7 separate regions of the Mus musculus genome follow, and all the other regions are linked to region 6. Evidence: chromatin contacts called from public Hi-C, HiChIP or PLAC-seq and Micro-C data. All regions are on one chromosome and are shown on one strand. The core of a region is the stretch at or near the end of the contact, and the rest is flanking DNA. Distances in the headings are between cores, read along the strand shown.

What was found. HiChIP or PLAC-seq counts read pairs in DNA pulled down with a chosen protein or histone mark. A called contact is a pair of places that touch in the nucleus more often than the background predicts.
Region 1: a CTCF HiChIP or PLAC-seq map of the NIH/3T3 cell line shows a contact between it and region 6, with 5 read pairs. The contact joins the promoter of 3110009F21Rik here to the promoter of Dlk1 in region 6. A contact is called at or near these places in 1 of 15 datasets of contacts at CTCF or cohesin (the NIH/3T3 cell line) and 3 of 115 datasets of contacts at active chromatin or transcription factors (embryonic midbrain, embryonic stem cells and pancreatic cancer cells).
Region 2: an H3K4me3 HiChIP or PLAC-seq map of embryonic midbrain shows a contact between it and region 6, with 10 times the contacts expected there. The contact joins the enhancer-like site here to the promoter of Dlk1 in region 6. A contact is called at or near these places in 9 of 39 promoter capture datasets (the 3T3-L1 cell line, cranial neural crest, frontonasal cranial neural crest and 5 more), 2 of 15 datasets of contacts at CTCF or cohesin (large pre-B cells and stem cell-derived epiblast-like cells), 13 of 484 Hi-C or Micro-C datasets (the AML12 cell line, CD4 T cells, CD8 T cells and 8 more), 15 of 115 datasets of contacts at active chromatin or transcription factors (the NIH/3T3 cell line, astrocytes, bone marrow-derived dendritic cells and 12 more) and 3 of 9 other capture datasets (adipose tissue, embryonic stem cells and liver).
Region 3: a contact with region 6 is called in a Hi-C map of embryonic fibroblasts, with 6 times the contacts expected there. The contact joins the enhancer-like site here to the promoter of Dlk1 in region 6. A contact is called at or near these places in 1 of 39 promoter capture datasets (liver), 2 of 484 Hi-C or Micro-C datasets (embryonic fibroblasts and liver) and 2 of 115 datasets of contacts at active chromatin or transcription factors (large pre-B cells and pancreatic cancer cells).
Region 4: a contact with region 6 is called in an H3K4me3 HiChIP or PLAC-seq map of embryonic forebrain, with 4 times the contacts expected there. The contact joins the enhancer-like site here to the promoter of Dlk1 in region 6. A contact is called at or near these places in 5 of 39 promoter capture datasets (cranial neural crest, embryonic stem cells, hippocampal neurons and 1 more), 2 of 484 Hi-C or Micro-C datasets (both in embryonic stem cells) and 7 of 115 datasets of contacts at active chromatin or transcription factors (embryonic forebrain, embryonic hindbrain, embryonic midbrain and 2 more).
Region 5: a contact with region 6 is called in an H3K27ac HiChIP or PLAC-seq map of large pre-B cells, with 2.4 times the contacts expected there. The contact joins the promoter of Yy1 here to the promoter of Dlk1 in region 6. A contact is called at or near these places in 9 of 39 promoter capture datasets (the 3T3-L1 cell line, the C10 cell line, the HPC-7 cell line and 5 more) and 4 of 115 datasets of contacts at active chromatin or transcription factors (embryonic stem cells, large pre-B cells, neural tube and 1 more).
Region 7: a contact with region 6 is called in a Micro-C map of embryonic stem cells, with 4 times the contacts expected there. The contact joins the promoter of Dio3 here to the promoter of Dlk1 in region 6. A contact is called at or near these places in 7 of 39 promoter capture datasets (cranial neural crest, embryonic stem cells, hippocampal neurons and 1 more), 5 of 484 Hi-C or Micro-C datasets (all in embryonic stem cells), 6 of 115 datasets of contacts at active chromatin or transcription factors (embryonic forebrain, embryonic stem cells, large pre-B cells and 1 more) and 1 of 9 other capture datasets (embryonic stem cells).

The regions. Positions count from the first base shown.
Region 1 is chr12:110,156,640-110,159,574 of GRCm38.p6, forward strand. 3110009F21Rik (RIKEN cDNA 3110009F21 gene) reads right to left here and starts at 1,434. Exons shown (of 3, transcript NR_045466.1): 1 at 1,200-1,434.
Region 2 is chr12:110,373,987-110,377,111 of GRCm38.p6, forward strand. No RefSeq gene overlaps it. Among named protein-coding and RNA genes, the nearest start is that of Gm40577, 43 kb to the right of the region's middle. Within about 2 kb of position 1,340, at least 19 of the 459 cell types and tissues checked have an H3K27ac peak or open chromatin away from gene starts, as enhancers often do. A contact at or near this core is called in cerebral cortex and hippocampal neurons, where this site is marked.
Region 3 is chr12:110,065,180-110,068,346 of GRCm38.p6, forward strand. The region is part of intron 2 of Gm34719 (a long non-coding RNA gene); the gene reads right to left. Among named protein-coding and RNA genes, the nearest start is that of Gm34719, 21 kb to the right of the region's middle. Within about 2 kb of position 1,517, at least 30 of the 459 cell types and tissues checked have an H3K27ac peak or open chromatin away from gene starts, as enhancers often do. A contact at or near this core is called in embryonic fibroblasts, where this site is marked.
Region 4 is chr12:110,185,760-110,188,811 of GRCm38.p6, forward strand. No RefSeq gene overlaps it. Among named protein-coding and RNA genes, the nearest start is that of Gm34785, 3.6 kb to the left of the region's middle. Within about 2 kb of position 1,687, at least 27 of the 459 cell types and tissues checked have an H3K27ac peak or open chromatin away from gene starts, as enhancers often do. A contact at or near this core is called in embryonic forebrain, where this site is marked.
Region 5 is chr12:108,791,645-108,794,728 of GRCm38.p6, forward strand. Yy1 (YY1 transcription factor) reads left to right here and starts at 1,653. Exons shown (of 5, transcript NM_009537.4): 1 at 1,653-2,447. The coding sequence starts at 1,769.
Region 6 is chr12:109,451,427-109,454,832 of GRCm38.p6, forward strand. It overlaps Dlk1 (delta like non-canonical Notch ligand 1), which reads left to right and starts at 2,029. Exons shown (of 5, transcript NM_010052.5): 1 at 2,029-2,300. The coding sequence starts at 2,234.
Region 7 is chr12:110,277,499-110,280,936 of GRCm38.p6, forward strand. Dio3 (deiodinase, iodothyronine type III) reads left to right here and starts at 1,732. Exons shown (of 1, transcript NM_172119.2): 1 at 1,732-3,438. The coding sequence starts at 1,734. The coding sequence ends at 2,648. It overlaps Dio3os (deiodinase, iodothyronine type III, opposite strand), which reads right to left and starts at 570. Exons shown (of 4, transcript NR_002866.2): 1 at 485-570; 2 at 53-251. It overlaps Mir1247 (microRNA 1247), which reads right to left and starts at 631; the gene lies at 550-631.

The DNA of each region.
Region 1 (2,935 bases), core at 184-2,683, 700 kb after region 6:
GGTCAACAGAGCAGGGTCAACACAGCAGGGACTGGGCGTGCTGACAGCCTGTGTCCAGGAGAGCGGTGGAGGAAACGGTCCTTCACCTGGGCCTTCCTCTCAACACCTGGCTAAGCACCAGGAAAACACCAGATGAATCCCAGTGAGGCCAACCCTGCAGACACTTGACTAGTGTCCCTCAAACGATCAAGTGTAAGGAAAGATCAAACAGACTGTCCTCGTTAAATGCACCCAGGCACGGAGCGGCATGTGGGAACAGTCAGAAGTAAAGAGGTGGAGGCAGGGTGGGTCCTGGCATACTAATGCATTGGGGACTGGGGCATTCGGTGTGATTAATGTGTCCTGTTATTGTAGCATGCCGTCACAGGAGTCAGTATAGGATACGGGACCACTGCCCATTTTGAAAGACTTCAATTAGTCTAAAACTATTTTAAAATGAAAGTTTTGTTGTGCTATTTTGAGATGGGTCTCAGGCCATCACCCAGGCTAGTGAGATGCTGGCTCCAGCGTGAACTTAATCTTTTGTTAATCCTCCTGCCTCAGTTTCTTTGCCGAGATTCTAAGCATGAGCCCATCATGCCTGGCAAGTGTTATTTTTAAAATATATAAGATGAATTGTATAAAGAAATACCAGTGTTGGACCAGGCATGGTGGTGCATGTCTTTAATCCCAGCACTCAGGAGGCAGAGGCAGAGGATTTCTGTGAGTTTGAGGCCAGCTGCTGTACATAATGAGTTCCAGGCCAATGGAGCTACACGCTGAGACCTTGCCATAGATATGTATGTGGGAAAGTATACAATTTTAAAAACTGAAATAACACAGATATTTCTAAGAGCATTGGCATTGGTTATCAGCTCATTAAGGCACCAAACTGCATGTTATAATGTAACAAGTATTTTTAAAGGCGATGTTATAGTATGTCAAAAGTTACAACACTGAACAGTATTGTAAATTTTTCAAATAGCTTGAAAATATTGTAAGAGAAACAGAGTATTTCTTTCCAAAACTATTTTAGGCTGTGACAGAAGAATTTTGGGGGTAGACAAGACACCCCAACCCTGCTTCCCAAAGCCACAAAGGCATCAACAACCAGGCCAGTAAGTTGGGCCACTCTGTAGGCACATAGAGATATAGAAGGGACCGGGACTCCGGCATGGCTGTCAGGGCACCCACCTGCACAGAGCTGACCACGTGCTTACCTGCTATGGCTGATGATACATTCATGAAGGTTCTTCAGACATGAATAAGAAATGAATAGAGCTTAATATTCACCCAGGAGAGTAAATCAGCTCAACTAACTGCCCTTCAGCCCCAAGTCATCCCTGCAAAGTTCCTCCATGCTAAGAGGCAAATAGAACCAAAGAGGGGATTTAAAACAAAAGCCCATGGGGCATATGTGTGGTCGACGTTTGGAGGGAGCAGAGTCTCATCTATGGGACAGTCCTGTGTGGCTGGACCCTGGGGTCACAGGGGAAGGGAACCGCAGAGGCTTTCAGAGCAGCATGGGTCTGTTTAATGTTTTCCGAACACATGACCCACCGAGATCTTAATCGATGCAGCATGTCCTTCTGGAGAGACCTAAATGGCTGCCCATAAACACGCAGTAAAAAGAAATGTGTTTAAAGTTACTACAGCCCTCCAGCCAGGCCATTCATGGTTTTAGTTACTGACCTAAGTTTAATGGGGAGTTCATCGTTTTCACACCACTCATGTGCTGTATGGAAAGAAGAGGTGAGTCCGTGACGGCAAACCCACATTGTCATTTCCTGAGTCACTCCGTCCCCAGTGATCACATGGCCACAGGTTGTTCTGTGCTCAGACCCTAATTCTTAGCCAGGGCACTGTTAACATCAGTGGGGGTTAGGGGGTGGTGTGCTATCATGGGGGTCGTCCTGTGTATCACAGGACATTAGTCAGCATTCCTAGCCTCCCCTCCCTAAGTCCTGACAATCAGAAACATCTGCAGACCCCTCCTAGGGGGTGTGACCACCGTCATCCTGTTAAGATCAAGGATCTGAAAGCCACAAGTATGAGAATGCTGCCCACTGCCCGCATTTGCAAATAAAGCTTTATTAGAACATAGCCGCCCCGCACTGCATTGTTTATGAGTATGTGGTCAGTTTCATAGCACTTGGGCAGAGCTGAGGGTTCCCCCATGCAACAGGGAATGCAGAACACGCAGGGCGTTGAAGCATTCACTGTCCCAGCAGAAGGTTCTGAGCCTCTGCTCAGCTCCAACCACACTGGGTTCTCCCACACTCTTCCCATCTCCATCTACGCTGTGAGTGCCTGGCCAACCCTGCTCTCGCCCTCACTGACTTCAGCCAGACTTCTCAGGGCTCTCCCTCTGCTCCCCCTGCCAGCTTCAGATCATAGATAACCTATCACTTTTCTGTTTAAAAGCTGTTGAGGCCAGGGTCTTATGTAGTCCAGACTGGCCTCGAATTCTGTGTCCTCTAACTCTGCCTCCCAAATGTTAAGGCTAACAGACAGGTGCCACCATGCACGCTATCAATTGGATGTTATTTTAGAGATTTTTTTTATTTATCATTTGGTTATCTATTTGCATGTGTGTGGTGTGTGTGTGTCTGTGTCTCTGGTGTGGTGTGTGTGTGTAGTGTGTGTGTATGTGTGGTATATGTGTGTGTGGTGTGTGTCTATGTGTGTCTGTGTGGGGTGAGGGTGCAGGAGTGGTATGTTTGTTGTGTGTGCATTTGTGTGTGGTATTTGTATGTATGTCTGTATGCGATGTGTAGTGTGTATATCTATGTATGTCTGTGTGTATCTGTGTCTGGGGGGTATCTGTGTGCATGTGTATGTAGGTGGGTAGGGGTGTCCATGTGCATATGTATCTGTGTATGTGTGTATATGTTTGTGTGGGGTGTCTGTGTGCATGTGTGTGTGCATTTGTGTAAGTATATATGAGTGTGTGTAT
Region 2 (3,125 bases), core at 90-2,589, 920 kb after region 6:
TTGGCCCTCTCAGGAGTTGGGGTCCCAGGCTAGTCTTCTGGAACCCATAAAGAGACACCTGTGTAAGGAGCCAAGGGAGTTATTTCCAAAGGACTAAACACCACATACCAAGTTACCTAGTGCACATAGCTGTTCAATAAGGTAGGCGCACGCCCACGCCCATTCCCAGGATATGTAAGCTGAGGCTGAAAAAGACTGCAACAAGCAAGAAATTAGAACTAGTACCTGCCAACCCAGACTTGGCTCCTGATCACTCCAGAACCAGACCCCATTCCTCAGGAAGCAGTGAGCAATCCCTCTGCCCACTCGTGTGCCCACTCCCCTGTATAACACACACACATGCTGGCCAGTACCCATGCCTTAAGGGAACACTAAGCTCAAATCGTATGAGTCCTCGTATGAGGGCACTGGGGGGCGGGGGGCGCGGGGGAGAACCGGGGTGGGTCCCTGACGCCGACAGTGCTAGTACGGCTGCTCTCTGGGACCTCCAGTTTATTCTTTAAGGAAGATCTCAGGAATTGAGCCACTGAACACTGAAGCCCCAGTCCCACAAAGTAAGGCTTCTAGGAAATACCCCAGACACTCGCTGAGACAGACTTCTGGGAAGGGGCTCACAGCCCACCCCAAACTGAGGGGGTTAGCCCTCTGCCGTCAGCCCAGGCTGCTGGGACAGGGAAGTCCAGCCCATAGGCAAGCCCTGGCTGCAGCTATGGGGTCTGAGGGCAGATGCACACCTGGGGGTCCTGGTCCTCTCTTTTACTCCTTATCTGTGTGTGATCTCCGCCCTGGGCTACCCCTTGGCTCCCCACAATACCCTTCCTGCCTTGGTCAGTCTAAGTGGATATCTGCTACACAGAAAGCCACTCTCTGTCAGATTATCACGTTATCCCCTCATAATAGGTACAACAATTATAAGCACCCATCAAGCCTGGCTGACGGACCCTACATCATAGGGCAGATTGAGCCACGGTTTGTTTCCCTGTGTCTCCCCTGCCCCTCTGACACCCACCCCTAGGAGAGGATGGTCGGGTGAAGGAAAGGTAAGGGGTTATTGCTTTTCGTTTGGCCCAAGCTGGGAACCACTGGAGGTTGAACTGTGAACTTGTTCCAGCTTTCCTCTGGACCTGGATGTCCCACCTTTGCAGTGAGGTGCTACAAGGTACCCCAGTAGGAGTGTGCAGAAGGTGGGGTGGGGGGGGAGGCCAGCTCCAGGACCCAGCTCCAGGTCAGATTGGGTCAGCAGCGTCGCCATGCAACGGGCGCCAGAATGAGGCTTATGCGTCTGCCTCCTGTCTGGGTCCTGCCCCAGGAGGGACTGACAGGGCTATTATTGCTGTTCTTGCGCAGGGCCACTCAGACACCAGCTAATTTGTTTCAATCGCACCCCCTCCCTTATTGATCAGTGCTTTCGTAGGGTGTTGCGTTAAATGACTTGTCGCCATAGCAACCATCAGATACTCCTGGGGACCGATGAGTCTGTTTCCTGAGCCAGATCGCCCCCTAAGAGCGCGAGGGAACAAATCTCTTTTCATATCGTGGCTGTCTGCTGAAAGGGACAGGATATTGCTCAGACGAGTCCTTTTGAAAAACAATATTAAAAAAGAACATAACCAGGTTTTTCAACAGATTATAAAGTTGTTTCATAAGGTGCCTTCCTCTTAAGAAATATGAAATCAGATTTTAAAACCTTTGACCAAGTTAATCTTTCTCCTGACTACTTTGTCTCTCCTTAGGAAATAAGCTGAAATATGAAAGCACTTCCCTGCATAAAGACATCAGCCGTACCATTTATTAGGAGAAAAATTGAAAACAGACTAAAAGCACAGTAATGGAAGATTCAGATAAACTACAGTTCACACACCTGTGAGCATATTAGAGATGTTTCCAATGTTACTTATGAAAGAGACATTTATGTCGATGGGGAGAGGAAACAAGATGTTTAAGCCTGTCTGCGAGGTAAACTTAATGAACACAAAACAAGCCCCAGCGTGGGAAGGGAGGCGACACTTGAGCACCCACTGTGTGGCCAGCCCATCCAGGGTCTTAGGGTCCAAGTCATCTCTACCTCTTGTGCTTTAAAAACAATTAATATGCATTGTTACTTTTCAAAGAAAAGGGGTGTGTGTGGGTGTGGGGGGGGGTGTTAAGCTAGGGTACCTTTTTCAACCTCCAGGTTAACAATGAAAGCAAGATCCTAAATTCTGAGAGTGAGGAAAGAATTAGGGACCTAAGCCCCCTGCCAGTCTCCAGGCTCTAGGAAAGACCAGCAGCTCCCCCACCAGGATGCTCACGCTTTGGTGAGAGATGTTCTGTCTGCAGGGGCTAGAGGCTGCTGGAAGCCAGGTGCTGCTCAGGAGGTGGGGTTGGGGAGCTGCTTGCTGTGTGCATGGTGGCTCACTGCAGAACAGGACAGCTATAAAGACAACACGGTACAGTGGTGTGTGCCATCCTTAGACTGCACATGCTTGCACCATTTAGGTTTCTAGACCAAAAACACTGTCCTGTGGTTGCCCTGGTCTAAACCATAGCTAGCGTGGCATGGCACCTGCCTTCGGACTAAATGTAACTTTGTATTAGGAAACAAAGAAGTGCCCTCTTCCAGGGGTTCAGCTCTGTGAAGGCATAGAGCCCCCCCCTCACCCCCCAGTGTGTTGGGGAAGCTAGGCTAGACTCACATCTTCATAGGTACAGCTGCAAAACTGAATATCCCCCAGTACTGTCAGGCCAGAGGCAGGCAGGCTTCCAGAGCCTGCAGTACCATGAGCGCCACCTTCAGTCCCCCTAAAGCAACTACAGTACAACCCGCAAACCCGCAGCACCTTCCCCCCCCCCCCCCCCATGAGGATCTGGAGGTGAGAGAGCAGGCCAGCCTTGTCACATCTAAGTGCTTTTTCTCCTGGGTAGAAGGACAGGGGACAGCTGGAACCATGTGCCAGGCCCCTTTTATCCCACTACTTCCCACCTCTACACATTTCTCCATTGCCAACTCTCGTCATAGGAACCCCAGATGGAGAAGCACTGGGGGGGGGGGGGTGTCTTGAGTGACTGTTACAACACAGGGTGGGTTGACCTTAGCAGGACCTGGCTGCCGCGGATACATCAGGTATATCCTGCTGGTCTCCACA
Region 3 (3,167 bases), core at 267-2,766, 610 kb after region 6:
CAGTCCCACAAAACTTTCTAAGCCTTCAGTCACCCTAAGTAAAGATGATCTGCCAGCTGACAAGCATTCCTGGTGTGGTCATTCACTGTTGGTACTCACGGGGCTTCTGAACCCTCTCTCAACATCTCTGCTCCCACTGCCCTGAGGACTATACCAGACAATGATCCATGAGAACGGGGAAACCCATTCCTGAGCATTCTCCTGGTATGCTGCGGTCAGATTCCTTCATTGTCCATCAGGCTGGTCTAAACGAGATGACTTTTCAACTTTCAGTCACCCTGAAACACTGCAGCTGCTTAGGAGGAGAGGCCAATCCACAAGACAATGCCTGACCCCAGAGATGAGCTTGGTGTGACCAGCACAGGGTAACGACATAAGCCTCAGACAGAGGAAAAGGAAAAGATAGCAGACCATTGGACTTCCAGAAGCCATGAAGCATGGTCCATGTCACCACGGGCGTCATCCTCCAGCTGGACAGAAAAGGGGAGAGCAGTAGAGCATAACAGAAGGAACATTGACTTAGCTGGCATTTCTATTGAATTGACGAGACACCATGACAAAAAAGCAAGTTGGTGAGGAAAGGATTTATTCAGCTGACGTTTCTATATCACTCTTTACCACCAAAGGAAATCAGGACAGGAACTCAAACAGGGCAGGGACCTAGAAGCAGGTGATGATGCAGAGGCCATGAAAAAGTGCTGCTTATCTGCTTGCTCTCTATGGCTTGCTCAGCCTGCTTTCTTATAGAACCACCAGCCAGAGATGGCCCTGCCCAAAATAGGCTGAGCCCTCCCCATCAGTCACTAATTAAGAAAGGGTCCTACAGTCTGATCTTAGGAAAACATTTTCTCACTTTGTTTGTTTGTTTGTTTGTTTGGGTTTTTTAGTTTTGTTTTGTTTGTTTGTTTGTTTGTTTGTTTTCAAGACAGGTTTTCTCTGTGTAGCCCTGGCTGTCCTGGAACTCACTCTGTTGACCAAGCTGGCCTGGAACTCAGAAATTTGCCTGCCTATGCCTCCCAAGTGCTGGGATTAAAGGCATGTGCCACCACACCCAGCAGGAAAACATTTTCTCAACTAAGTTTCTTTCCTTTCAGATAACTCTAGCTCATGTCAACTTGACAAAAAATTAGCCAGCACTGGCACATTTGACTGTCTAGTCTTCTTGGGATACCTCCACGCCTAGCCTGCACCAGGGAGCAGAGGTGTACAGTGGTAGGCAAGGGACCGGGCATGGTGGAATAATACTGTTTATCTCCAAGATGCCAAAATGAAGACTGAATTCTATGCTGTTGGGTCCCAGACCATACAAAGCTGATACACACAAAGCATTTCCCTTTGGACGGGTCCCTTGGTGGCTTCCAGCAAAGCAGAGGTTGGCTCTGTCTGACCTTGCCCCCAGAAACCACAGCTCATTCCTGAAGGAGCATTCCTTTCTCTCCCCCACATTCCCACTCTTCTCTGGAGCAGCATCCCCAAAAGAACCCTCTTAGGAATGCAGCCTTCACCACTGGCCAACACCCTTCCCACATCACCAGGCCTCCTCCATCCTGGCCTGATTGCCTTCCCAAGGCACAGCCACTGCAGTCAGCTATGGCTCCTGCTGTGAATGCCAAAAAGGCAGCTTAGGTGGGAGGAACTGAAGGAACGGGAAACTCTCTTAGTCACTCTGAACTCTGTTGTCCTGAAGACAACCAAACCGTCATCAGCCTTCAGTGGGGTCCTGGGTGGGCTAAGTGGAGATTGCAAGAGATATGCCACCAAAGCAGGGAGCAGGCTGCCAGGCTGCCAGAAGCTACCACATTAATGAACAGGGGCTTGAGCAGGACAGAAAACAGACAGGGCTGTTGCAAGGAAAGAAGTCATGGTGTGGAAGGCAGGGACACAGAAAGGTGCCAGGTGAGGGACTGAGAGAAGGATCCTAGCCCTGGTGAATAGTGGCTCTCTGGACAGAAGCTTGCTTTGTTTGTTTACATCAAGAGGGAAGGCAGCAGAGTGCTTCTGTCCAGGATACTAAGATGCTGAAAGCTACACAGAGAAAATCAAGTTGCATCTCGCCCCCACTGTAAGAATCAGAATCTTTGCAAAGCCACGAAGTTCTGAATCTGGAATAACAGCAAAAGGGCTGGAGAGATGGCTTGATGGTTACGAACTCTGGTGACTCTGTCAGGAGGACCAGAGTTGTATCTCAGTACTACATTAGGTAGCTCACAAATGCCTGTACTTTAACTCCAAGTTCTTTGACACCATCCTCTTGCCACCTTATACACACACACACACACACACACGCACACGCACACGCACAAGCACACAGACACACAAAATAAGTATATCTGAAATATGTTGAGGTTTGATCTGTTATTATATAGTGTGATGCTTAATATTGGCCCCTGACCAGGAGGCCTTCAGGGTTGAGGGAATCTTCAGATACACCAAGTGATGATGTGAAGACCACAAGGAGGAGAGCAGAGAGGTGAAGAGAGAAGATGCCATGGGATAGGTGAATTATGAGAACATGGCTAGTGAGAGTAAGAGCAGCCCAGATGGAGGATGGCAAGTTACACAACAGGGTTAGTGATGGAGGTAGACAAACTAGCATAGAGGGTTGATATCTGCCCAGCTCTAACACTTTAAGGCTTATTATAAATATAAATGTTTTGTATATTTTATTTGGGGACTGAATGATTTAAAAAGTGGATAGAAACCCCCAGTTAATATTTACCACAACAAAAGTACTTTGAACTGGGTTCCCAGAATTGATAACCCCCTGAAGATTTTCTTTATACACCACAGAAAAGGAACAACAATGAGCTACAAACAGAATTCTACACACACACACACACACACACACACACACACACACACACACACACACGGAAACTGAGGGGCAGCCCTGAAGCACAGCGTCTGACACTGAGCCACCAGCTTCAGGAAAGCTGCATCTAGAGCTCCTGGAGTCAGGGTCCTTGAAGATAACAAACCCCTTCCTAGTGTGAGCAGCAGAAATCCCACAGTTCTAAGAGTTGAAGAGATGGGCATATACAGATTGGTCCCCATGCAGCAGGTATAGCTGAGGGCATCAGCAGGAAAACAAAATAGAGTTTAGATCTAAACTTGCAAGACAGTAGAATTAGCCAAGCCAGAATACAAGATAGCTACAAATGACCCAT
Region 4 (3,052 bases), core at 437-2,936, 730 kb after region 6:
CCACGGATTATCACCTAGGCTTCTCACAGAAGCCATGATGTGTCCCAGCAACGGGTGTGTAGAAGGATAAAGACAGAAGATATGGCAGGGCCAGCACAGACTCAGGAGACCAGAGGTCAGAGGTCGAGAGCTGATCCCGGAGGCAGCAGGCCAAAGGAGATTTTGAGAAAGAAAAAAAAAAAAAAAAAAGGGACAGATTTGAGAACTTTTTAGAATTGTGCCTAACCAAATTAGATATTCCACTTCCGCATACTGTTTATAAGCCGTTCAACAAAGCAGGTCTAGAAAATAGTCCAACTCCCCCACAACCAGGGCAGGCAGGAAGAATCTAAATCATAAATTCCTTAATCAAGAATCTCTCCTCTCCTCTCCTCTCCTCTCCTCTCCTCTCCTCTCCTCTCCTCTCCTCTCCTCTCCTCTCCTCTCCTCTCCTTTCCTTTCCAAAAATTGAATCCAGAAACTGTCAAATTCAAACTTCTATTTAACAAATGAACATCTGTGCTCACCCACCAGGAGCAAAAATCCTAACTGCGCTAAGCCTGGCACTTTGCTTTGACAACCAAGTACCAACTTTTTTTTTTTCTATTATTTTATTTCCTTAACACACCTGCTTTCTTTACATATTGCCTTCTTAAAGAAGAGATTCATTTTTATTGTCAAGAGAAATTCTTTTCCAGAACAGAGAAGCAAAGGCTGTGCTGTATAGAACTTGCCAGAATGTGGGCACACACATTCACATCCAGCAGGACATCCCCACCCGCACCCCCCAGTGGTAACTCCATCCCTTGGAATCAAGACTTGATAGAGACGCACTGTGGGGCAGGGTGGTCTGGCCACACACCACCACAGTAGCAGGCCTGTATTAGCATTAGAATCCCCAATTCTTTTTCCTCAGCCCCCCTCCCATCCAATTCTTCAGTGAATTAAATTTCAGTTAAGCTGAAACTTTGGTCATGAACGGTACCCCTACCCCCACCCCACCCCAAATGGGAAGTGTAATTTCTCTGAGCCATTTTCCAAACATTAGCTGATCTCTTTTTATAATCTGAGAAAGGTAAAAGCTTGTTTTTAAAGATCAGGCTCACATTTCTAAAAACCTGGCTGGATTTTTTTTTTTTAATTCAGATAAACAGTCAGGATGCTGGTAGCTGTATTAAAGGGCTTGAAGTTTTCATAAGCACTTGTCAGAGACCTCGGGACAGCTCTGTAGACGTCAATTAATGTTCAGTCCGGTGGAGATTCCGATGAGAAAAGAAGGAAAGGTTCAAGGCCACACGGTTGTGTGTCGGGTATGGATCTGGAAATAGAAATCTCTCTTTCCCAATGAGCCGCCGAAAGTCTGTCGAAGTCTTGAGGAGCCCTATTGAAGGCTGTGGGAGTTTTGGCCGCTTAATGGGATTGTGTGCAGTCCTCAAACTCCCCTTTAAAAGCCTCCAATAAAAGGGCCTCTCTAATTGCTTTCTGACTTTCTATGAAACTTTCTAAGCTACACTGACATCCTCGAAGACAACTATGGAATTAAATAGTAGAAAAAGGCGAGACAAAGTGGGTGCGGAGAGAAAAAGAGGTTCTCAGCCCAGTGTGTGTGAGGTGGGGGATAGCTGGGGGGAGGGGAGGTGGAGTGGGTGTGAAGTCTGTACTGAGAAAAGAAAAATATGAGTGTTCTCTTTTGTGTGCAGACAAACAGCCTAGCTCAGGGAGGTCGCGGCTAGGGTCACGCGGCTCTGGGCTGCAGCTGCCGCGGTGGGGTGGGGGTCCTGGGCGGCCACGGCGAGTCCCTGGCGGCCAGCAGCATCAGCATTCCGGCGGCGCGGGAGGCCGCTGTCCTCGCCCGACCCCGGCCCGGTCCAGTCCAGAGCGAGCCCGGCACCAAGCCTGGCCAAGAAAGGTAAGCCTCACCCGAGCAGCGCCTGAGCCTGTGCGCAAGGCAACTACTTGACAGGACGCACGGCTCGCTCTGGTCCCTGAGTCCCGATGTGTCCGGAAGGACTCGGAAACCTGAAGCAGGGGAAGCCGGCCACTGTGGCACCCCGCCTGGACCTGATCATGACTTGAGCAAGAATTGTGCTTTACTGTGGACACCCAGGGCTGTGTCGCCTCCTCCCTCACTGGGGAGTTCAGGAGGCCACAGGTAACCCTGTCAGGGATGCCCGTGGTGTTGGATCACCCTCTCTGGAAGCACTCCTAAGGCAGGTCCTTACCAGGATCTGGCCAGCCTGGGCCTCCGAAGGGCAGGTGCCACGTCTGCAAAGGCTCTGCAAGCCTAGCCCACTGGAGCACCTGCTTGGGCTCCGCCAGGCAGCGGGAAGGCCGAGCGGGCGCACTCACTTCGGACCCGGATAGCGATGGCACATCGTGGGGCGCAGAGGGCAAAGAAGGTGGCGGCGGCCAGGCGCCGGCCATCAAAGGCCGGGGGTGGTGGCCCGCCGCATTGCCCCGAGGCCAGGCCAAGGACATGAAAGGATCTTTATCCTCGGGTGACACGGCGGGCAGTTTCCTCCTGCCTCCCCCTCCCTTGTCCCTAATTGGGGCCGGCTGCTAATGTGATTAAAGGCCAGTTAAACGTTTCTCGGAGCAAAGATTGGGAAGAGGCCGAGACCCCTGCCCCCTCCTTGGGTCACTCCAGGCCCTTGGTCAGGGGGTCGGTGGCAGTGCCAACCCCAGGATAGCCTGCCCAGGCGCTCCATGATTGTTCCCCTCGGGCCTGGAGGCCGCGGGCGAGCAGGCGGGTTTCTGGGGCTTTATGTAAGCTGGTGGGCTTGCGGCCCGGCCGGATTTGGGGATTCTTTTCTCAGTTTCCATTTTCTGGTCTTTGGAACTGCGCCCTGGGCCCTCAGAGCCCAACATCCCTCTGGTGCCTGGCGCCGCGGGCTCCATCCACGAGGGCAGGCCTGGGGGTCTGGGAGTGGGGGAATCTAGCCACCCAAGACACTGACTCCGGCAGCAGTGCCCCGACACTGTGCTGTGGACAGTCAAAGCCCACGACCTTGCGGAGGCCCGTGTGACCGCGGAGTTCCCACGTCGCCTGCGGTGTGGGTGGTCCCGCGCGCCC
Region 5 (3,084 bases), core at 403-2,902, 660 kb before region 6:
AAGGACACCTTGCTAAGTATGTTTAAAATTATAAGATGCCCAACTGTTTAAGTTTGGCCTAAGATGCATGTAATGCATTTAGAATACTCTCCTGCCTCAACACTAACAACTCCGGTAGATAAAAGTAATCCAGAATATTCAACAGATGAAGCTGACCGTTAAATCTAAGAAACAAATAAGATACACTTGGCTCAAATTTTCGGTTCTTGGAAAAAAAAAAGGCAATCTAACTTTATGTTGCTTTAAACCACACCTGGTCTATCGAAAGGAAGCACAGAAGAAACACTTCACTACAATGTATCTTAAGCAATTTGATGATTTGAACAAGGAAAACCTAAGCTGTTACTTATAATAGGGAAATCACAAAAGACATGGAATTTTCAAAGAGCTAAATGCAAAGACTATTTAAAAGGAATATTTTTAAATAGTCCTTTTCGGCAAAAGGAATGTTTATGAGCGAGGAATAGGCGAAGCCTGTGTCAAGTTATTCAAAGATAGAAGGGAGTTTTCAGAAAGCTACAATAGTGGAGTCGCTCGACAGGAGCAGCCAGACCCTTCGTTCCAACAGGCACCCAACGGCTGGGTCTCCGGTTTCCGCGGGTCATAAAAGAATAACGGACACACTTCCAACGGTGAACCCTAGGCTGCGCGCGCCGCTTCCGCTTGCCGCGGTCGCCTTCGCGCGCCGCCCACCGGCACGCGACCAAAGAGCCCGTGGCAGCACACGGTCGGCTACGCCGTCCGTGCCGCTACCGCACGAGACCCCGAGTAACGAGTAAAGGCAAAACGAACGGGAAACCAAAAATCAAGCACAGGCGTTTCTCGTCAGAGCAGACTTTATTGCGGCCACGCGGCCGCCGGTCGCACGCCCCGCCGGCAGCACGCCAGCCCCAGGCGCGCGCCCCCCTTCACCCCAGCTCGTTACCGTGCGCCTGGGTCGCGCGGAAAGTTCGCCGGCTCCCGAGGCGTAAGGCGCAGCGCCGACGCCCCACTCCTGTCAGCGACTGGGGCCCCGGAGCGGCACTTTTGTCACTGTTGCACCGCGGACGCCGGGGTTCGCGCGACGCCGAGCGCCGTAAGGCGACGGCGGCGCGGAGCTGACGTCACGCGCCGGGGGGGCCAGCCAGCGCGCGTGCGGGCCGCCACGCCCCCTACCCCAGCGGGGGCCCCCCCAATCGGGAGGACCCTGGTTGGGAGTAGGCGGGGCCCCGGCGCCTCGAGGGGCCCTGCGATTGGTAGCGAGGGAGGAGCGAGAGCCGGAACAGCGAGTGGGGAATCGGGGACGGGGCGGGGCCGAGAGCCCCGCGGAAGTCTCGCGAGGCCGAGCCGGAGCAGAGTGTGGCGGCGGCGGCGGCGGCGAGATCTGGGCTCGGGGTTGAGGAGTTGGTATTTGTGTGGAAGGAGGCGGAGGCGCAGGAGGCAGGGGGCAGCGTAACGCCGGCCCGGAGGGCGGGAGGAGGCGCGGCCACAGCCAGGGCAGGCAGCCGAGGCGAGGCGAAGGCAGGCGGGGAAGCAGGACAGGCAGCGGCCGAGCGAGCGAGCGAGCCAGCGCGGGGCGCACCGATCTCGGGAGGCGGGGAAGCCCCGCGGCCGCCGCGCCCGCCCCTTCCCCCGCCGCCCGCCCCCTCTCCCCCCGCCCGCCCGCTGCCTTCCTCCCTCTGCCTTCCTTCCCCACGGCCGGCCGCCTCCTCGCCCGCCCGCCCTCCCTCCCGCAGCCCAGGAGCCGAGGCCGCCTGCCGCGGCGGCCGTGGCGGCGGAGCCCTCAGCCATGGCCTCGGGCGACACCCTCTACATCGCCACGGACGGCTCGGAGATGCCGGCCGAGATCGTGGAGCTGCATGAGATCGAGGTGGAGACCATCCCGGTGGAGACCATCGAGACCACGGTGGTGGGCGAGGAGGAGGAGGAGGACGACGACGACGAGGACGGCGGCGGCGGCGACCACGGCGGCGGCGGGGGCGGCCACGGGCACGCCGGCCACCACCATCACCACCACCACCACCACCACCACCACCCGCCCATGATCGCGCTGCAGCCGCTGGTGACGGACGACCCGACCCAAGTGCACCACCACCAGGAGGTGATCCTGGTGCAGACGCGCGAGGAGGTGGTCGGCGGGGACGACTCGGACGGGCTGCGCGCCGAGGACGGCTTCGAGGACCAGATCCTCATCCCGGTGCCCGCGCCGGCCGGCGGCGACGACGACTACATAGAGCAGACGCTGGTCACCGTGGCGGCGGCCGGCAAGAGCGGCGGCGGGGCCTCGTCGGGCGGCGGTCGCGTGAAGAAGGGCGGCGGCAAGAAGAGCGGCAAGAAGAGTTACCTGGGCGGCGGGGCCGGCGCGGCGGGCGGCGGCGGCGCCGACCCGGGGAATAAGAAGTGGGAGCAGAAGCAGGTGCAGATCAAGACCCTGGAGGGCGAGTTCTCGGTCACCATGTGGTCCTCGGGTGAGTGCAGGCGGCGCGCCGCCGCTCGGGATGTTTTTGTTTTGAAGGGAAGCCATGTTTTATGTGTGTGATGGGCGCCGCCATCTTCTCCGCCCGGGCAAGTATGGCGGCCCCAAAAGATGGCGGGGGCGGCGGGCCGCGAAGATGGCGGCGCGGGGGAGGGGCGGCGCCCGGCTAGGCCGCAATGGCGTAGTTTGTGCGAGCGGAAGCGGGCTGGGGCGGCGGGCGGGGAGGGAGGGGCCAGCGCCCCTCCACGCCCGAGCCAACGGACGTGCGGCGGGGCCGGTTGAGGGCGCCGCCCCGCGCCGGACCACCCGCCGGGCGTTGACAGGGCCGTGGCGCAGGGCGGACGCGCGCCGCTCCCCCGCCGTCCCCCGGGGGCTGTCGGGGCCCCGCCCCGCTCGGCTCCGCTCAGCTCGGCCCCCTCGGACGCGAAGCGTCTCCCCGAAGCCCTTCCCGGAGCGGGCGGCGCATAGCCCCGCCGCAGCTGCCCCGCGGTCACGCTGGCCCAGGCCGTCGCCGCTGCGGGGCGGGACTTGGGTGGCACGTAGGGCGCTCGTGTGCGGGTTCGGCGGCCGTTGGAACCTGTCACCCGCGCTGCCAACGCGCTCCTCGCCTGATCGACCTAGAACGGGAG
Region 6 (3,406 bases), core at 779-3,278:
CCTCAAATGAGGAAAAGGAAGCCATGACTAGAGAAACACAAGCTCACAGCCTCTGAGAGGTAGATGACAATTACTATATGCAAATTGAGAATACCTGGACTACCCATCTAAAAATCCCAACATCTTTTCTCAGAGGTTAAAAGACTTTATTTTTATTTATTTATTTATACTTTATTTTATTTTACTAAAACATGTATATGTGTGCATACTACATGTGTGTCTGGTGCTCTTGAAACTGCATTTAAAATCAGTGGTGAGCTGCTGTATGGGTACTGGGAACTGAACCTGGGGTTTTCTGGAAAAAATGATCTTTACTGCTGAGTCATCTATTCAACCTCCACATTAAAAAAAAAAAAACATTTATTTATTTATTTATATTTTATTTTTAAAACATTTATTTGATTTTTATTTTTCTACATGTTTTCTTTTTTCATATAGAGAGACAGAGATGTGTGAGAGAGAGAGAGAGAGAGAGAGAGAGAGAGTCATGTAGTGGTCAGACAAGACAACAGCTTAGTCTCTTCTTCTACCGTGTGGGGGTCTGGAGATTAAATTCAAGCTGTCAGCTTGGTGGCAAGTACCTTTGCCCATTTACCAAAGGAGCTATGTCAATGACTTTATTTACATTTTATTTAAGGGGGTTCTGTGGGGATCAAAGAGCAACTGCAGGAGTCAAGGATCAAACTCAAGTTTGGCTGCAAGCACCTTTACCCAGTGAGCCACCTCCCTGGCCCAATAAATGTATCACTTCACTCAGCTCCTCCTCCTTTGGAGCCTCAGAATGGGGCATGGGGGGCGTCTCAGCTGAGTAAAAGGCACTGAGCCCTTGCTGGGGGGTCTTGCAGGAAAAAGGAATTGCCCCAGGGACACTGGCAGAATCAATACCCACACACACACACACACACACACACACACACACACACTCCCATCCCATCCTCTAAGCCATCCCTGGTTGAAAGCCACTAAGTGAGGGTGTGTGTGTGTGTGTGTGTGTGTGTGTGTGTGCCTGTCTGTCTGTCTGTCTGTCTGTCTGCATTTGACGGTGAACATATTGGTGAACTGTCGACATGTGTCACGGTGAACAAAGATGGATTTGGATTATGTGTGCTTTGGTGTAATTTGTGTGTTTGTTGGGTGATTCCACAAATCTGAGACAGATTTGGGGTCTGGGCATACGTGTTGCTGCGAGGTGTGTACATGTTGGAAAGAATCAGTGCTTTTATGTTTCAGAATGATAAGGCCCAGACTGTGACTGTGGTACCTGCGAGAGGAGGGGGTGGGGGGGGGGGGTGACGCATGATGTCGTCGGTGTTTACCAGTGGTCTCCTGTGTTTACAGGCGGGCTGCGTGGAGGGGCAGCATAGGCAGGAGGACTCTCAGTCTTTTCATAGCTGGCGCTTCCCCTGCTTGGAGCAGATCAGTGTTCCTGCTGCCCTGGTCTGTGACCTGTGCCCCAGGGACAGGCAGTAAGGTTTGCCTGTGCCGAAAGGTGTGTTTGGGTTGGGGGTCCGTGGGGCAAGTGCATCTGCACCTTCCCCAAACTCCACAATGGCAAGGCTCGTCGGAGGGCTTCGGCTTTTCGTGGTGGTTTTCGTGTGTGCATCTGTGATCATGTGCATCTTCCACATCTTCGTGGTGTGCGTTTGGGTCCTCCTGGGCTTCTGACCCGCGCCATGTGTGCGCGGGACTCCAGCCCTAAGTGTCTTACTGTGTCTGTGAGCGTTTTTGTATTCTGAGTGCGTGCAAGGGCTTTCGCCCGCCTGGCTTGGTTCCTGAGACTTGCGCTAAGCGGGCCTGTGTGAGCGCCGCCGCCTCCGCCTCCAGCCGCGTGCTGTCCTGTGTGCGGACCGCGTGCCCATCGTGCGCAGGTACCCGTCTAGCCAAAGAGTGCGGCCGCGTGCTCGAGCCGCTTCCGGGCGCCGCGGCGCTGGGGGGCGGCCCCGCCAGGGGGTGGGTCACCGGGACTGGCCGGCGCCTGCCCCGTGCGCGCGAGGCGTGGGCGTGGGCGGGGGCCGCGGGGGGGGGGACGACAGTACGAAAAGGCGGCGCGCGGGCCGCAGCGGCAGCTCCTCGGCAGCCGCACTTAGCAGCGTGCGCCCCGGTGCAACCCTGGCTTTCTTCCCGCTGGACGCCCGTGCCCCCTTCGTGGTCCGCAACCAGAAGCCCAGCGCAGCCCCCGGAGCAGCCCCTGCACCGCCTCCGCTCCCCGGACCGCGACCCAGGCCGCCCCGAGATGATCGCGACCGGAGCCCTCCTGCGCGTCCTCTTGCTCCTGCTGGCTTTCGGCCACAGCACCTATGGTGAGCCCCCCCTGGCGGTTTGGCTTGCGCCCCCTCTGGGGAAGCCTGCGATGCCCCGCCGACCACCCCACCGACCACCCCATTCTCCCTGTCCCATGCGCCCCAAGTCCCGCCCGTCCCGCCTAACCCTAAGCCCTGCACTGTGCCCGCCTCATCCGCCCTGCACCACTCTTGCTTGTTGAGCCCAATCCCGGGGTCCCAGGGTTTGTGGGAGGTGGAGGGTCCCAGCCCCTTCTAGCCCGGCAGAAGTGGCGTTCAAGAGGGGTGTCGTTGCTCGGATTGAGGAGGTATGAAAAAAAAAAAAAAGAGACTGCGTTGGGAGGTATCCTATTTAAGGAAAAAAAACGTTCTAAGGTGCAACTTTGGGGGTGTCTGTCACGGCTTATGTGCTTAGGAATAGGTCTTGGGGGCTTTGGGGGGGTGACTTTGCAGTCGTAGTCCCTAATTTCCAACAGGAGCACAGCTGGAGCCCCTCTTGCGTGGCGTGTTTCTCTAGGTGAGGGGCTGCGACACTTCTGTCTGCAGAGGCCATCTGTCTTTGGTAGGAGAGAGTTGGCCCCTTCCCGCAGCGACCCCAGCCCTCAATGCGCCAATAGTTGTGAGTGGGGGGTCGGAGGCTGTCTGGGAAGGCCGAAAACTGGTTGAGTAAATGCATACAGTAGGTGTCTATTAAAGTGTCAGACTCCCTTAAGAGCGTCGGAATCTCAGAGGCCCTGCAGAGCTATTGCGCAGTTCTTTTAATGTGACCAGTGTGGGGTAGGAGAAACGTGGGAGGTAGGATTTGGTTGCCTGGTTTAACTAGGGTTAATCTTGGGGTAAAATCTAGCCTTTCACCTGTGGGCTAGGCAGGTGGGCTTGTCTGGGCTTTCCCAGAGACCTCGAAATCTTCCCTTTAGCTCACTTTGCAAATGGGAGGCTAGACAGAATGACCAGGGGTCAAAGGCTACCTCTTCATTGTCCCTCATTCCTACTTTTAGGGGCCTAGGGGCTCTTATTTTCTTTGGGGAGAAAGGTGTCTGCTTTGCACTTGGAGAATCAGGGGTGTGCTGTGCTTAGCCCATGGCTAGGGGCAGGCACAATTGTTTTTCTGGGTAGGTATTCACAGA
Region 7 (3,438 bases), core at 482-2,981, 830 kb after region 6:
ACTTTTCCGGACAAGTTCCATGGCTAATGGAAAGTGGTCTGACTGTGCTCACCCTCCCGAGACGCCAGCGCGGTCTCTGGTAGAGAAAGTTAGGTAGCTGGTCTCTCCCGAGAGGGCGATGCATGGGACGCAAGCAGCTGGAGCTGTAGTATCCGGCTGGGGTCCCGTTACCCCAGAGAAGGCCCCTGTGAGTGCTGGAGCATTCTAGGGAGTGCGATTCTTAGGCGCTGCCTTCGGGTTGAGGCCTTGACCTGAGGGGTCATTGTGAGGTGTATCTAAAGTGGAACTTGCTTAGGGTCTCGAGGACCCCAGGTCAAGCAGCCCCGCCGCCCCTGAACCCAAGTCTCCAGCAGTGCGCCACGCGCAGAGACAGATTAGGAGGTCTGCGCCGCTGTGGCAGAGCCGACCAGAGCCCCACGCTGTTGGGGAGTTGCCCCGCACCCCTAAAAAGCCTCAGCACACGTTCCCTGTTGAAAGTACGCACTTTACGCGTCCGGGCGCCTCCGCGGTTGAGTCGGGCCGCCGCGCTCCGAGTTCGCGAAGGTGGCTCAGTTCGGGCGCTCCAGTCTCGACGTTCCCGGGGCAGAGAGCAACGTCCGGGGACGAACGGGACGGGTGCGCCCGGCGGCCGGGGCTGCGCCGGGCGAGGCAAGCGGCGAGAGGGGAGCGCTCCCGCGTTCAGGCAACAGCTACCCCTAGTGGGAGAGCCGCCCGGGGCCGGCGCCGCCCCGCGCCCGCTGCCCCGCGCCCCGCGCCCGCAGCGCCCCGCGCCCAGGGCGTCCCGGAGCCGGCCGAGGGCGAGGCCCGGCGTCGCTTGCCGCGACTCTCCGGGTCTCCCGAGCTGGGCGCCAGCCCACCCGCGGGCCCTGCCCTCGGCACCTCCGGGCTGGAGCCGAGGGGCAGCTGACCCGGGAACCGCGGCGTCCGGCGGGAGCGAGATGGGACGGGGCGGGCGCGGCGCGGACTGGGGCGGCGCGCGGCAAGCTCGGGCAGCGGCGGGGGGCGCGGAGCGCGGTGTGCGTGGCGGGGCGGTGCGGGGGGCGGCCGTGTGCGAGGCGCGAGTGTGAGCGCGCGCGGGAGGCGGGCGGACGGGCTGCGGCAGTCGAGCGGCGCCCGCGGGCGAGCGGGGAAGGCGGCGGGAACCCAAAGTTGCCTCCTCGCGGGCCCGCGTCCCCGGCGGGGCTGCAGCCGGGGGCCGGCCGAGCGGCGGCCGCAGACCTGGACTCCCGCGGTACCTGGGCAGCGACCCCGCACGAGCAGCAGCAGCGTGGGCGGCGTTGGCGGCGGCGCGCGGGAAGCGAACCGGAGCTCCGGCGCGGCGCTGCGGCCGCCGGGGAACTCAGCTCAGGTGCGCGGCGAAGAGGGCGCGGGCTGGGACCCGCCCGCTGGGACCTAGGAGGTGCGAGGCGCTTGCGCGGGTTACACCATTGCCACCACTGACTGCTTGGCTCTGAGATCGGGCTCCTAGTCCCTGGACACAGCGGCTTCGGGGTCCCCCGCCCCTGAGAGCGGGCTGCGGGACTCAGGCCCGCCCCTGCCAGCCCCGGGACGCACCGCTCCACCCTCGACCAGCCTGCGCCCGCCCTCGACCCAAGATTTCTGGGGCATTGGCCGCGCCTCTGGGTGATCCCTCCGGGCTCAAGTTGCAAGGGGGCGGGCCCCGGTCGGAGGTGGAGTCTCCCGCCAATTCAAGCTTTGACTATAAATTGAGCTCCCAGAGCACCGAGGACCAGATGCCTCGCCAGGCCGCCTCGAGGTTGGTGGTCGGAGAAGGTGAAGGGCCCCCGGGGGCTTCGGGGCCCGCGGCCACCATGCTCCGCTCTCTGCTGCTTCACTCGCTGAGGCTCTGCGCCCAGACCGCCTCGTGCCTCGTGCTGTTCCCGCGCTTCCTAGGCACGGCCTTCATGCTCTGGCTTTTAGATTTCTTGTGCATCCGCAAGCATTTCCTGCGCCGTCGCCATCCTGACCACCCTGAGCCCGAAGTAGAGCTCAACAGTGAAGGCGAGGAGATGCCCCCTGACGACCCGCCCATATGCGTATCAGACGACAACCGTCTGTGCACCCTGGCCTCTCTCAAAGCCGTGTGGCATGGCCAGAAATTGGATTTCTTCAAGCAAGCCCATGAGGGTGGCCCAGCGCCCAACTCGGAGGTTGTCCGACCTGATGGCTTCCAGAGCCAGCGCATCCTCGACTACGCACAAGGGACCCGCCCGTTGGTGCTCAATTTTGGCAGCTGTACCTGACCACCGTTCATGGCGCGGATGAGCGCCTTCCAGCGCCTGGTCACCAAGTACCAGCGCGACGTTGACTTCCTTATCATCTACATCGAGGAAGCCCACCCATCCGACGGCTGGGTCACCACAGATTCACCCTATGTCATCCCCCAGCACCGCAGCCTGGAGGACCGTGTCAGCGCAGCGAGAGTACTACAACAAGGTGCACCTGGCTGTGCTCTGGTCCTGGACACTATGGCCAACTCTAGCAGTTCCGCATATGGTGCCTATTTTGAGCGCCTCTACGTCATCCAGAGTGGCACCATCATGTACCAGGGAGGCCGTGGCCCCGACGGTTACCAGGTGTCTGAGTTGCGCACTTGGTTGGAGCGCTATGATGAACAGTTGCATGGTACTAGGCCACATCGATTCTAAATAACCAAGGGACAAGTGACTGAATTGGTGGGCCGGGTCTCCTGGGCCTTCGAAGCCCACGTGCAAATGCTCCAAAGAAAGTCAAAGGTTGTGGGGGATCCCCATGACACAGATGAGCACAGCCACAGAACTCAGGCTGAGTCTGGCTAACTTGAGACTCTGCTATAGTGACTCCCTTTTGTACGTTTTTGGCTTGCTCTCAGGAGCATTGCTGTGGCTCGAACTGACAGCTTTGTCCCTGCTGGAGTTTACCTGCTGGACTTTCTGACACCAGGTCTCCAGCGCTGCTTCGGCAAAGCGCGAAAGTCCCCAGCATTTCACAGCTCGGACTTGTTGGCCACGCCCGCGCGCCCTGAGCGCAGCTGGGTTCCAGCAGCGCCTCAGGCTCTAGCTAGTTGCCTGGCACCCACCTGTCGAGCGCAGGGAGTCCTGCTGCTTTTGTGTTTATTTCTTATCCCTGGGTTGGGGGAGGGGCTCGAGATAGGGAAAGGGTGGGCAGGGTAATTTCCCCGCCTAGCTTTGGGTGCGCTGGAGCCCTGGCTGCTGATGACGAACCGCCTCTAACTGGGCTTGACCACGGGTCGGCTCTGAATTGCAGAGAGGCTCGAAACAGCGCCTAAAGTAAGAGGGGGAGAGTGCTCTGGGTTCCACAGGGAACCGTCGAAAAAGGGGTGGAAGAGGGACATGGTAAGGGATGGACTTCGAGACCAAAGGAAGTGGCTTGGGGAATCAATCTGCGAGGTTCGCAGGTCCCCAGGAGGGATGCGAGAACTTTTTGGAGAAGGGATTA